Linked DNA regions of Gossypium hirsutum: region 2 is linked to region 1. The links are chromatin contacts, called in public Hi-C maps. All regions are on one chromosome and are shown on one strand. The core of a region is the stretch at or near the end of the contact, and the rest is flanking DNA. Distances in the headings are between cores, read along the strand shown. Region 1 overlaps LOC107952965 (protein KINESIN LIGHT CHAIN-RELATED 1). Region 2 holds the start of LOC107952964.

Evidence for each region. Hi-C and Micro-C count contacts between places; a contact is called where the count stands out from the background.
Region 2: a Hi-C map of fibers shows a contact between it and region 1, with 2.3 times the contacts expected there. The contact joins the promoter of LOC107952964 here to the enhancer-like site in region 1. A contact is called at or near these places in 5 of 34 Hi-C or Micro-C datasets (cotyledon, fibers and leaf).

Annotation. Positions count from the first base shown.
Region 1 is chrA07:30,163,964-30,171,320 of Gossypium_hirsutum_v2.1, forward strand. LOC107952965 (protein KINESIN LIGHT CHAIN-RELATED 1) reads left to right here. Exons shown (of 5, transcript XM_016888176.2): 3 at 567-866; 4 at 1,409-2,317; 5 at 2,513-2,975. The coding sequence ends at 2,741. Among protein-coding and RNA genes, the nearest start is that of LOC107952965, 9.1 kb to the left of the region's middle. Within about 2 kb of position 3,693, at least 5 of the 9 cell types and tissues checked have an H3K27ac peak or open chromatin away from gene starts, as enhancers often do. A contact at or near this core is called in cotyledon and fibers, where this site is marked.
Region 2 is chrA07:30,197,465-30,204,821 of Gossypium_hirsutum_v2.1, forward strand. LOC107952964 reads left to right here and starts at 3,264. Exons shown (of 3, transcript XM_016888174.2): 1 at 3,264-3,464; 2 at 4,339-5,192; 3 at 5,396-6,050. The coding sequence starts at 4,363. The coding sequence ends at 5,864.

The DNA.
Region 1 (7,357 bases), core at 2,443-4,942:
GCAGAAATTTTTGTAGAGCTAAACAAAAAAAAATCTCAAATTAAAACAGAGAGAGAGAGAAGAAAATTTCAGTTTTTCAAGTTTGGTGCAGCAGTGATCAACTCTTCGATCGAAGGTTCATCCGTGGTTAGATTGAGCTGATTTTTGGACAAAAGCTAGGTGATAAGGTGTTCTTGACTTTGTACGGTCGGATTTTTCATCCGAGACTTGTAGCGTCGGAAATACCCATTTTTCAACAGCTACGTTTTTGGTGATGTTCTCTCATTTTTCTCTCTTTTGCTAAAGATTACATATTGTTAGCCTTGTCGGAGTTGAATGCTTGTTGTAGGCTTGATATTGTGATCTTGTAGTTGAACATTTGATGATAGTGGAACTCTTGATCGGACTCTAAAGTCCCGTGGTTTTTACCTTTGATTTAAAGGGGTTTTCCACGTAAAAATACCGGTGTCTCTATTTATTTATTTTTGTTGTGGTTGCATTAGTTGATTTGTGGTTGATTAAGGTTGCTAGAGAACATATCTTGTGCTATTGTGATTGCCATAATTTTTGACAGGAGTTATAAGGAGAGAAAGAACACCGGTTGTGCTTTCGCTTTGTTTCGATTGTTCGGTTTCTTCCCAACACTTGCACGTCGTGACGGCCATATATAGTAGCTTGGGGAGGTTTGAGGAAGCGGTTCCGGTTTTGGAGCGGTCCATTGATGTGACGGATGATGCACTGGCCAAATTTTCTGGGTGCATGCAGTTAGGGGACACGTATTCAATGATGGGTCGACTGGACCTGTCCATTAGGTGCTACGAGTCTGGGTTGAGGATCCAGATTGAAGCTCTTGGGGATTCGGATCCTAGAGTTGCTGAGACTTGCAGGTAACTGATCCCATTCCTCCCTTATTTACTAATTTACAGTTTTCTTGGTTTCTTGGGACCTGGGTCACTGCATTATGCATGTTTGTCTTTGGTTTGGAGGTTGAAAGTGGGATGATTTCAAAGTAATATAATAATTTCTGTAATTGGATAATATTTTATACATTACTAATTACCAATCATTTGTGCAATTGGGTAAAATTTTATCTAATTATTAAAATTGCAATAATTAATTTAATTGTATAATGTTTTGTGTAATTGCGAAATTACATTAGATAATATTTTGTATGATTAATATTTATCAAAATTCGTTACAATTATATGTTTTTATAGATTAAATCGGACTTATGTATGATATATTCTTTTTCTAAATCTGATTCAAAATATCTTAATACCAAAAATAATCATTTCACTAGCCTGATTAATGGACCGTTTGTGTATCTTGCTCCGTACCTGTAGGTTTAGACATTGTCTCTGTCATACCTAAATATGGTGTTAAAAGTAAGTAGCATAGGTGCACATTATGAAGTGACTGAAAATGGCAGGTATTTAGCTGAGGCCCATGTTCAAGCCATGCAACTTGACGAGGCCGAAAATCTCTGCAAGAGGACCCTTGAAATCCACAAGGAGCACAGTGCACCAGCATCCCTTGAAGAAGCAGCTGACCGCAGGCTTATGGCTCTTGTTTGTGAAGCCAAGGGAGACTATGAATCTGCCCTCGAACACCTCGTCCTCTCCAGCATGTCAATGATTGCTAATGGTCAAGAAAATGAAGTGGCTGCCATTGATGTTAGTATTGGCAACATCTATTTGTCCCTTGGCAGATTCGACGAGGCAATCTTCGCCTACCAGAAGGCACTTACGGTATTTAAATCCACGAAAGGGGAAAGCCACCCTTCGGTGGCTTCGGTCTTTATTCGGCTTGCTGATCTTTACCACAAGACTGGCAAGCTAAGGGAATCCAAATCCTACTGTGAGAATGCCTTGAGGATATATGCAAAGCCTGTCCCTGGAACTACATCGGAGGGGATTGCTAGTGGATTGACTGAAGTGTCAGCCATCTATGAATCTTTGGATGAGATTGAAGAGGCTTTGAGGCTCCTTGAGAAAGCAGTGAAGTTACTGGAGGACACTCCTGGCAACCGAAGCACGATTGCAGGAATTGAAGCACAGATGGGCGTGATGTTCTACATGGTTGGGAGGTATGGGGATGCTCGAATCTCTTTCGAAAATGCCGTGGCAAAGCTCCGTGCTAGTGGGGAGAGTAAATCAGCCTTCTTTGGAATCGTATTGAACCAGATGGGACTGGCAAGTGTGCAACTTTACAGAATAGACGAGGCCATCGAGTTATTTGAAGAGGCAAGAAAGATATTGGAACAGGAATGCGGCCCATGTCACTTAGAGACTCTTGGAGTTTATAGCAACCTTGCTGCCACCTATGATGCCATTGGAAGGTAAGCATTATTCCGCATTCTTTCCCTGTTCTTGTTCAAGTCATTGTGGGTATCTGTATTTATTATCGCACTGCATATGCTTTGAAGATCTGGTTACATAAGCAGATTACTGGGACCTCTGTGTTTGATATTTCCGAATAGATGACGTCTATGTGGCTGCTACATTGAACATGGAGTTTTATTTGTTGAACGCAGGGTGGAAGATGCAATTGAGATATTGGAATACATCCTTAAAATGAGAGAAGAAAAGCTGGGAACAGCAAATCCGGAGGTAGATGACGAAAAGAAAAGGCTAGCAGAGCTGCTGAAAGAAGCAGGAAGGAGGCGGAACAGAAAAGGAAAATCACTTGAAAAACTACTTGATGCCAGAAGTGCCAAGAAGGAGAGTGCAAAGAGGTGGTCAACTTTTGGTTTTAGAACTTGATTGAACCAAGCAAGCAAGCATCGCACCTCTACTTATGTTATATCAAATAGTGGAACAAATATATATTTTCCCCTTTCAATTTAGTGGACCCTTAATTTCATATATATATATATATATATTCTTTTTCCTGTTTACGTTTTGATAGTTGAATCAAACATGGATAGGAATTGGATGTATAAGTTGTAATTTCCAGTTGTCGATAGTTTTATTGATCAGGATGAGTGGATTACCTCGACCAAGATTCTTCCAATCCAAAGAAACGTTATGCGCCGTGGGAGTGGGAGTTTGTGTTTCAAAACTATGGTTACTAAAATTTTATAAAATTTTAAATAATGATAAACCATGAGTTATAATAAATTATTTTTATAAATTTTTTATTGAAATATCATAATTTTTAATATATTTTTTATTTACAACGTCATGTATAAAATAATCATTTTATTTTCTAAAAAACCCATTTTAACGATAATATTAGGCACTTAAAAGTTAAATTTTTTTAAAAAACCATTGAGTATTTCTCTAAGGAAAAAAAAAAGTAAGGATAAAGTAGTAACTTCTCGAGCCAAATCAATGTTTTAAAATGGCTTGTTGCTTCTCAGAACTAATTAGAAGGTCAAATTATAAACTTACTCCTCATTTATGTTCAAATTACATCTCCTAGCAAAGCTTTTTACAGTAAACTATGGAGATTGAAATTTCCTAGTAAAATACTGTTTTCCCATTTCTCATGTTTAATTGTCAAATGGGTGTTAAACTAAACAAATTCATCAAAAATCTAGAATTTTAACTTAATAATCGATAAAACCCAAATCCCAAATGCCCTTCCTTGATTAGAAAGCATAATCCCATTACGAATATCATGAAACCCAGATTTCTTTTAGCTGAGCAAGTAAAAAAGTGATGGAAGAAATCAGTCACTTTCCTCACCATCTACCTGCAATCGTCGACTGGGATTGGATGAAATCCATACAAGCTGGACTGTTCATTCAATGGATGAAATATCCTTACAACCCAGTCCCAGATCTAAAACCCATATTAAAATCCACAAATTGGAAGAAAAAAAAACCCCACCATTTGATCATCAAGCTAGATCTGGCAAAGGGCTTGGAAGAGACAACAGTGTTGAGGCTGGACTTAGACTATGAATAGGCAACAATGGATTTTGAAATCAAAAAGAGGAGGTTGTTGATGTGGCTGAAGATTACTATAAGCTATCATCAATGGCGGGAAAAAATAGAATTTAGAAGTAATTAATTATATTGAATTTTTTGGTTTAAGAAATTTTAGTTCCAAAACTATTTAGTTTTAATTTTGATTTAATTTTTGTAGATCTTTTAAGAGATTCTAATTAGATGTGCTGATGAGTTGGGTCGGGATTAAGTATGATATTAATATATTTTATATTTGCCTAAGCTTGATCCGACTCGAAATATGGGTCTAAAATTTTGTCAAAATCCGTCCACATCTGTAAAAAACTAATCCAATCTCATTTTAGTCTCGTCCATATTTTAAAAAAAAATATTTTGTATTATATTATTTTAATATTTCATAAAATTTTACATATATTTTTTATTTATTGAAAGTTTTTATATGGATATCTTAACATTATTTTAAAGTTTATATTAGAGTAGTATTATATATTTAGTATAGGTTTATTTTTTTAATGTGCTCTAATTTACATAATATAAAGTATCATAAACTTAAAAACAGGTCAGGTTAGGCTGGGCTCCAGCCTTGAATGTTTAAACCCGAGCCTGACCCATATTTTAAATGAGCCTTTTTTTATCCCAAACCTAATTTTCAGGCCTAATATTTTTGTCCAAACCTTTCCAAATTTCGGACGAGCCTTCAGGCCTAGGCGAGTAGCCTAACCCATGAACAGGTCTAATTCTAATATATGTTTTTGTTTTTTTACAAAATTTAAATATTTTCAATATTTTTTTAGATTTTAATTTTCTAATTTTTTTAAAGTTGTCAACATTTGCCATATGACCTATTTTAAGTAGCTAACATGTTAGTATCATTGGCCAAAATATGTAACCAAACAATAGTTCAGGTATTAAAATTTGATTAAAGAAAAAGGTATCAATGTAAGTGTAACACCCCTTACCCGTATCTGTCGCCGGAATAGAGTACGAGGCATTACCGAGAAGCACGAAACACTTACAGATAATTTAAATACATTTTCATAACAATTTGTTTCGATTTCATACTATTTCATATTTAAGCTTTATTCACTAAAGTATTTAAAATATCATCTTTATGCAAATAGCACACATGAGGTACATAATTCTATAATTATGAATGAACACATTTATCAAACATATTCCATGTTTTTATATATATCATAGTTTCATATTTCCATGTATCAATTACCATCACTTCCTCGTATTTCAGACAAATACGTGTAACAATTCATAAATATGCAATTCATTAACTCTTCCTACTAATTATGATTTAAATTGCCAAATCACTTATTGAGCCCAATTTCAATGTTCACTAAAATTTATCATATAAATTTTGATGTACGTATTCACCAATAAATTCCATGTACAAATATCATCATCTTATATTTCCACATACATTTGCTTTCCACATTTATGAATTCAAATAGCATATACAATACATACCAATGTATTTCAAGTACGTTTTCATGATATTTCATTTCGAACTCAGATTATTTCATACTAGAAGTTTTCTCATTAACTCATTTGGAGTACCAATTCATACGGATAATACACTCAAGGCGTAGAAATATATAATCACAAATGAATTCATCCATCAACCAAGTTTTATGCTCATGTCTCATCAACTCGTATTTCCTTATGTCACATAATTCCATGTAATACTTACCAAACTTCTTCAAATTAGTGAACATCTTACGGAATTGAGTACTTCATTTTTTTCGATGCTATAGTTCAACTATGGTCTTACACATCTTTACATAATAATGCCATAGCCCAGCTATGGTCTTACACGTAATCACATATCTCACTGATGTCATATCCCAGATATGGTCTTATACAGTAGCATATATCACAACGATGCCATATCCCAGATATGGTCTTATACAGAAATCACTTGTCACTTGTCACTTGTAGCCAAAGCTACCACTATTCACTGATCAGGTAGCTGGTGCTACCATTTTTCACTGATCAGGTAGCCGAAGCTACCACTTTTTACTGGTCAGGTAGCCGAAGCTACCACTTTTCACTGATTAGGTAGCAGAAGCTACCACTTTTCACTGATTAGGTAGCTGAAACTACCACTTTTCACTGATCAGGTAGCTGAAGCTACCACTTTTCAGTTGTCATTTGCCATTGATCAGATAAGTGTAGCCGAAGCTATCACTTATCACTTTCACTTGTCCTTAATCAGATAAGTGTAGCCGAAGCTATCACTTATCACTTGTTTCCATGGTCCAACCATGGTCTTTTCCTTCAATTCATCTTGTCACTGAACTGAAATGCTCAATTTGATCATTTATTCAATTTTCATGCTTTTACATTATTCGCGATTTTATCATCAATACATATGAAATAACTCATCATAAAATTCATAAAATTAACAAATAATCACTAAAATTTAGCCATATAAACTCACAAGTTCAATTTTTGTATTATAACGATAATCATAATTTCATAATAAATATTCCAAATAAAACATTATATCATTTCTAATCCAACACTCATCGATTATAACCGGGCATGTGACCAATTTATACACGAGTCATTCATATATATGTATATTTTTCCTCCTCATCCTCTCCATCCACATCCTTAGTATAAACAACACACTTGTAAGTAACATTATCCATAATTTTCATTATCTACTTATGTGAATATTCAATCTATCCATCTGTGTCATAGTCACTAGATTATTTTTATCTTGAGCTACAGGACTCCAAATTAAGATCCGCTAATTTTCTCTGAAACTAGACTCATATACCTTCTTACCATAAAAATTTCATAATTTTTGGTTGGGCCAATTAATACAGTTTATTCATTGAAGTCTCCCCTGTTCTGCTGTCTGACAGTTCCGACCCTTCTTCACTAAAAATTAATTATCTTCTTGTACAGGATTCGAATGATGTCCTCATTTGTTTCTATTGAAAATAGACTCATTAAGGATTCTAAAAATATAAATTTAAGCCCATAATTATTTTTATCCAATGTTTTATGATTTTCAAAAGTCATAACAGGGGAACTCGAAATCATTCTAACCTTGTCTCACAAAAGTTATTGTATCTGATGATTTGCAATTCCATTGCTTACATAATTTCTTTTATAAGAAACTAGACTCAATAAGCTTTAATTTCATATTTTATTCATCCTCTAATTCGATTTCTATAATTTTTAGTGATTTTTCAAAGTTAGACTACTGCTGCTGTCTAAAACAGTTTTAGTGCAAAATGTTTATTTCCATTTTGCCCCAAATTTCACAATTCATACAATTCAGTCCTTGTTCAATTAACCCCTCAATTAAGATAATTTTCTCAATTAACACTTTTTCTAGACATTATAAGTTATTTCATAACTATTGAAATTCAGAATTTCCATATGAAACTTTAACTTCAAACTCTTTTACAATTAGGTCTCAAACATTCACTTTCTATT
Region 2 (7,357 bases), core at 2,014-4,513, 33 kb after region 1:
GCAAAAAATCGAAACTCAGCACGGTAGGGCACGATTTCTCGAATTTCCAAACACGAAATTTTTCTTTATTTTGAGAGTTTTTTAAAATGAGGATGATTATAAAAATGATCTATAAAATAATGTTAAAAAAAATTAGTATCTATTCAAGATAAAATAATATATAAAACTCTTTAAAAATAATATATAAACAATTCAAAATATATAATGTGTAAAAAAGAGTTTGAAATATATAATATATGAAAATATCAAAGTAAATAATGTATAAAAATTTGAAATGAGCGTTATATAAAAAGTTAAAATAGATAATAACAAAAAAAGTAAAAAAATAGATAAATAAATAGAATGTTAATAACAAGAGTGAAAAACATATATATAAAAAATAATAATGAAAATAATATTAGTATATAAATAGAAATAAAAATATAATAAATAGAAATATAATAATAGTAGAAATATAAATAGATAAATAAAATTAGATAAATAATAATAGTATTAGAATAACAAAATAAATATAAATAGAAACATAAAAATAATAGCAATAATATATGAAATTAGTTAATTTGATAATAAAATAGCGAAAATAAAAAAGGATTAAATCGAATTTTAAAGCAAAATTCTGGAGCAAATCAGAAATAAATAAAAGAAAATGGACCAATTTGAACGTGCAAATAACAAGGAGGGACCAAAAGGGAAATAATCCCCACCCTCCAAAACACACAGCTTCAAGGAAGACCAAAATGTAGTCAAAACAAATTTTAGGGCCAAAATCAAGAATAACGAAAACTTAATTGCAAAACAAATAAAAAAAAAAGAAAGGCTAAAAGCAATCGAACGAATTTAGAAAAAACAAAGAAATTGAAATGAAATGGACAAAATTCCTACGTAATTGAAAGAGAAAAGAAAATAATTCAATTCCAATGGAAATAAGAAAAGAGAGAATAATCCAATTCCAAATTGAAGTAGGAAGTTCCCTTTCAAAGAACAAAACACCTCTATTTATATACATGGAGTTTACTAAAAATAGCCTAAATAATTTAACAATAAAATAAAATAAAATAAAAATCATATCTTCCTATTTTTAGCTTTTTACCAAGTCAACAAATTTTGATAACTCCTTGGCTTTCTCCATCTTTTTGATTTTGCCATAATTTAATGATTGTCTTTCAATTTGGGGCTTTTTTAACTTGTTTTCGACCGATTGCATCATTTGGCTTCAGTTATTAATTTTTGGGGGCCTAGGCCAAAATTTGCCTATTAGAGATGGTTGGGACAATTTGTTGGAAGTTGTGAAAGTATTTTGTGAAAAGCACAATATTGAAGTTCTTGATATGGATTCTCCTTATGTGGTAAAACGTGGTCGTCACCAACATGTTGATTTCAATATGGAGCACCATTATCAGGTTGAAATATTCAATGCTGCTATAGAATCTCAAGTCTTGACCTAAATAGTAGATTTAATAAATGGGCAATTGATCTTCTTACCCTTAACTTCACTTTGGATCCTAATGATGCTTATAAATCATTAAATGTGGATGATATTTGTTGTATTGTGGAAAAATATTATCCTCTTGATTTCATTGAGCAAGAGAAAGTAATCTTGAAGTATCAGTTGCAGCATTATAAGCAAAATGTTCCAAATCATCTAAAATTGTCTATCCACAATCTCTGATCTTTGTCAAGAATTAGCCGAGACACGGATGTCAAAGGTATATTTTCTTGTTGATAGATTAATTCGTCTTTTGTTGACTCTTCCTGTTTCAACTGCAACTTCAAAAAAAGCATTTTTGGCAATGAAAATTGTCAAAACAAGGCTTCGCAACAAAATAGAATATGAGTTTCTTACAGATAATCTTGTTGTTTATATTGTGAGAGAGATTGCTGAAACTTTTGATTCAAACTCTATATTTAGTAGTTTTATTTCCTTGAAAGAACTTCGTGCATAATTTTAAGTAATGATATATTATTTCTTTTTAATTGTTAGAATATTGCTTCTTTTGAATCGATTTTTACATAGCATGTCTAATTTTAGCTTAGTCCCCCAATATTAACATCCTGGCTCTGTCACTGGCTATAAACGTGGTAAAATGACATGATGTCGTGTTTTTCCTATAGATTATATAACAATAGTCAAGTTTCAAATTTAGTTTCTATATTATGTGTAAATTTAAGATATAATCTTTATATTTTAACTTTTTGACATAATTTTTTGTTATGTGAATATTTAAAAAAAATCAAAATGCCACTTTAACAAATTTAATGATATTAATAATTAGAGTTAGATTTATAAATTTGAAAATAAAAAAAAAATTGAATTCTCAAAAAGTAAAAATATACATAAAATATTATGAGAAAAAAAATGATGGTATAAGTAAACAGGTGTCAGAACTTAAATTAGCTACTTGAGAGGTAGACACAAAAATTGATAACACAAAGAAAAGAGAAGGGTAATGATTAAATGAAACCGCAAAATATCACAAAACCAATGGGCACCCCCAGGATTCTTAATGCTTTCCCCTGCCCTTCATACCTAAACCATTATTGCTATTATTGCAATTGTAGCTGATTTTTTTAGGTATACAAGTTTTCACTGTATGTATGAGTGGTGGCTGGAAAGGATTTTTACATAATAAAAAAATATTAAAATTATAGTTTATCTTTTAAATATTAATAAAATTATAAAATTTTGACTTTAAAAATATTTTTTAAATTGTTATATATCTATATTATTATTTAAGTTTTTAACTGATGTTATATTTAATTGAGTCACTAATTTAATTAGAGAAATTACAGACATACCCTTTTTTATTTGAAGGTAATTTAATGAGGGTAATTTAAAATATATTTAAAATTCATGGTTTTAGACCAATAAGAATTTTAATATTATATTATTACTTTTACTTTTTCATCATGGGAGTGGGTGAAGTTTCCCCAAGTCATTGATTAATAGTAATAAAGAAATTTAATTATTTAATTCAATAATTAAATTTCTTTTAATAAATCTAACATATTAATACAAAATTTTCAGACCTCCAATCTTCCAATTTGATCGTGATATGATATCACCCTCGAAGCTTTGATAACGGACCTACTACCTACCATTGATCTCCCAGTCATTCGCCACGTGTAATCGATCAATAGCCCCTAAAGCGCTTTCATATAATCATTAAAGTAGGGTATAAAAACTTGGGTCAAAGTTTGAAACGCTGCCGTCCCCTTTCAAAATTTATTGTTTTATAAGAAGATTTTTATAAAAACTAAAATCCAAAGAAAGGCTGACACAAGAACTAATATAATAAATAAATAAATAAAAGTTTTGGACATTAGTCTCATTCTTCTGCTCTTATCCATTGACATTTAAAACGATTTCTTGTAATTCTGCTTGTATTATGTGTTAGATTAGAATTAGATCTATCATCTATGCAATTACCACTTGCTCATCTCCTTTCAATCCTTTATCTTTCTGGGTTTGTGCTCTTTCTCCTTATTCTATTTTTCTCTTCTCTTCTCTCTCTGTTTATCATCGGGTATGTTTAATTTGTTGAATTATGTTTAGATTAGTTGACCTTGTTGCATACACCGTTTCATTGCCTTTTCTGTCTACACTTCTCTGAATATCTCGTTGTTCAATGACTCAGTTTCTATACATCGAGTTTATTAGTGAATACGATTTAGATTGTAATTTTTTATGTGGCCTGAATTCAACTGCTTTCTTTTGTTTACCTGATTTGATGATCTAATGAAGGTCATATCTTGAGGAAGTATCTGAACTTTACTTGAAATGAATGACAGTGGGTGAAATTAGGTTTTCAAGTCAAATTAGGTTTTCAAGTCTTATTAAGTACTACGCCTCAAATAAACCCTTTCATCACAAGTTTGTATTGGCTGCATTTGCAAATGTATGGTTCTTGTGTTTTATAAGTTGTTGTATTGACTTATTTATAAATCTGCCACTTCCATTTTCTATTTTTGGCTTGAGAAGCATGGTGTATGGTGAAGTCATAAAGTACATTTGAAATAAAATGCTCTTTTAAATTTTGATTTAAGGCAATGAACTTAAGGTTTGCTAAGCATGCATGATGGTTGAACTTTTTTGTACTTCATACAGGGGTAAGGACATGTATTATCTGATTGTATTTCTTAAGTAATCATTGTTGGAACCTACGATTTCCAATATGGTTACTGCTTGGTTTTGACTGCTGTGGCAACTTATAAAATTTGTCTTAACCATGTCTGGTTGGCTGGTAGTTTTACTGATTTAGTGAAGAATGAGGATTTGAAGTTTATCTTACTTAATTAGCTAGAGTAATAATCTCATTTGCAACAAATTATTTTTGGCAGCTACATGTGTCGACAAGGAGTGTAATGGCAGCAGCTGAAGCAAGGGCTGTCTGGCAAAGAACAGCGAATCGTTGCTTTGTCCAAGAAGATGCCAAAAGAGCTCCCAAGTTAGCTTGCTGCCAATCATCATCTCATTGTAAACAGGCTGATTCTAGCCCCACTGGTGTAGCAGATGCTCGTGATCACCCTGCGGTTGATCTCAATGCTCTCAACAGGAACCCTTCCTATTCCAATCTACCGCTTGATATGAGGTGGTGGCTTCAGTTGCAGCCTAGCTATGGACCCCAAAAGGGTTTAACAAATGAGCAGTTATATGCCTTGGAGGATGAAGTGGAAAGTTTGAAAGCTGAAATAAAGTCTCCCTCCAATGTAAGTAGAGTTCACCCGCATGATGCACAAGATGCTTCTGGTGTTGACAGAAAAAAGAACAATGGAGGTTCTCTTGATTCAACTGAGACGGTGCGAAACTATGAACTTTTGGAGATGGAATCTGTTGAATGCCATGTTTCCAAAAAAATCAATGACTGCTGTTACGATCCAGAGTCTCCTTGGGCTGGGGATGGGAAGGCTGAGCCATGGTGGCGCACAACAGATAAAGATGAGCTTGCCTCTTTGGTTGCACAGAAGTCGTTGGATTTCATTGAGAATTGTGATCTTCCCCCACCTCAGAAGATGCATGTAAGAAGGTACTCGTGTGCATCTTCCGGTTCTTATGGCGGTAATGAAGTGTCTTCTTTGGGTCGGAAGTCTGAAGCAGGCCCTATGCTTGGTCCAATCCTAAATGCGCAGGGCTCTCCTGATTCTGTAAGAACTCTTGGAAGAAAGATGCAGTGTGCTTCCAACACACCATTCAGGTATTTTTTTAATAATAGTTTCAAGTAGTGGTGTTATTGATTTCATTGATTAATGCTTTGAATGAATAGGTTAAACGAGTGTCTAAAATAGGAACGGCTAGCCAAAATGGCTTCTTAGATGTGCATTGTTCTGCATCTCTAGCCAACCAATAATTAAAGAAAAACCATTGATTTTATCTCTGTTGTTCAACTGTATTTGATAGAACAATCCAAAAGGATATTATAGCGGAAGTTACGGAGTCTGATCCTACCACAGCTCAGCTGTTAGATGCACTTCGTCGCTCACAAATCCGTGCTAGGGAAGCTGAGAAAGCAGCAAAACGAGCCTATAAAGAGAAGGAGCATGTCATCAAGCTTTTCTTCAAACAAGCCTCACAACTCTTTGCCTACAAACAGTGGTTCCAAATATTGCAGCTAGAAGCCCTTTTTGTCCATACCAAGGATAATGGGCAGCCAGTCTCCCCTCTATTTCCTGTAGTTCTTCCACCTACGTCCTACAACAGTAGGAAACTGCGAAAGAGCTGGCAAAAGACTGGAAAAGGTAATCGAGGGAAGCGTGGCTTGCCTAGACCAGACTTGACCAAGTATGTCGTTGCTTTTGCATTGGGGCTGAGTCTTGTTGGTGCTGGTTTGCTATTGGGATGGACTGTGGGGTGGATGTTTCCTTTCTAGAGAATCAGAGAGATCAATTAATCCCCTTGCTTTGGTTTGCAACAAAGAATGGCCAGATAATTTGACTAAATTTGTTTTCCATATATGAACAATTTCCCCCGTTAATTTTACACGTATTAAGCCCTGTATAATGTATGTATCTAGTTATTCACCTTTCTGTATCTATTGTTTGTTTTTAGGTCTTTATTTCTTAGTAGCGTACTTTGGATGCATAATTGATGTGTTGGGCTGCTGTACATATATTGGGTGAAAGAGTCAGGAGGCAAAGTATCTCGATATATATCTCTTTGATAAATCCATCAATGAAAAGCGAAGCTTGTTCAGTGTCTATAAATTGAACTGTCTCTGGATTCTAAGTCCATCCTCTATCTTAATAACTTAAGCAAGGTCACACAGATTTTGAATCTGTATCTTGCTTTTTGATTCACGAATGCATGAATAACCAAATGCTTAAGCCTGCCTAGAATAAAAGTTCATTGTTTGATTGCTTTGTTTCCTTCATGCCTCTTGTTTCTTCAATCTGTTATCAGTGTGCTGGTGGTGTTGAAGACATTGTTACAATGAACCCGGAAAATTTTCCAGTGTCCAATTTTTATTGTTGGTTATTATGGAACTTGGGTGTGCTTGGATGGGTGGGTGATTATTTTTCATTTAAAAATTAATTTTTCTAAATTAAAATTGAAAAGATAAGAGGAGAAAATGAGAGATGTGTGTATTTTATTTTAAAATTATGCACACATATGATAGAAAATTATGCACACCAAGCAATGGAAATCTTTTTATATTTCCTACAAAGCACATTTATGGGGAAAAAAATTATATTTTCCATTTTTCTATTTCTTCAATTTTCATCTTTCTAATTTTTTCTTCCACTTTAGCTAGTGAAGTCTACTTTATTGGGTGGAAAAGTGAAGGTATGGAAGGAAAATGGATAAGTGAAAAGAAGATAAATTTTGAATGTGTTTAATAGAGAATAAAAATAAGGGGAAAGAAAATATAAAAAATTATCATTTTCCATCTCATGCATAAATATTAATCATTTTAAATTAGATTGATGAGATGAGAGGAAATAAAAGATAGGTGTATGTTAGTTCAAAATTATATATTTTTAAAATTTTTTGCTTTTGTTTTTTCTTTCTAGTTTACCAAGCATTAGGTGAAAACAAATTATAAAATATATATATATATATTTTTTTCCATTTTTTTTTCACTATTGTATTTTACATCTTTCCAAAAAAAAAAAACCCCTACCAAACAAAGGCTGAAGGAGGAGCATGGTGAAAAGCAATATGAAAACCTGTTGTATGTTACAGGCAATAATTGGGCTTCTTCACCAAAACCCTGCTAATGGTGATCCCGATGGGTGAAAGTTGAATGAATCAGGCTACAAATCCAGTGGGCTCTGGTTTCTTAATCAGTAGGTGAACTCAACGCAGCTCACCCACCCTATCCCTCACTCAAAAAATCCTTTGAGCGTATGATGCTGTTTGAGT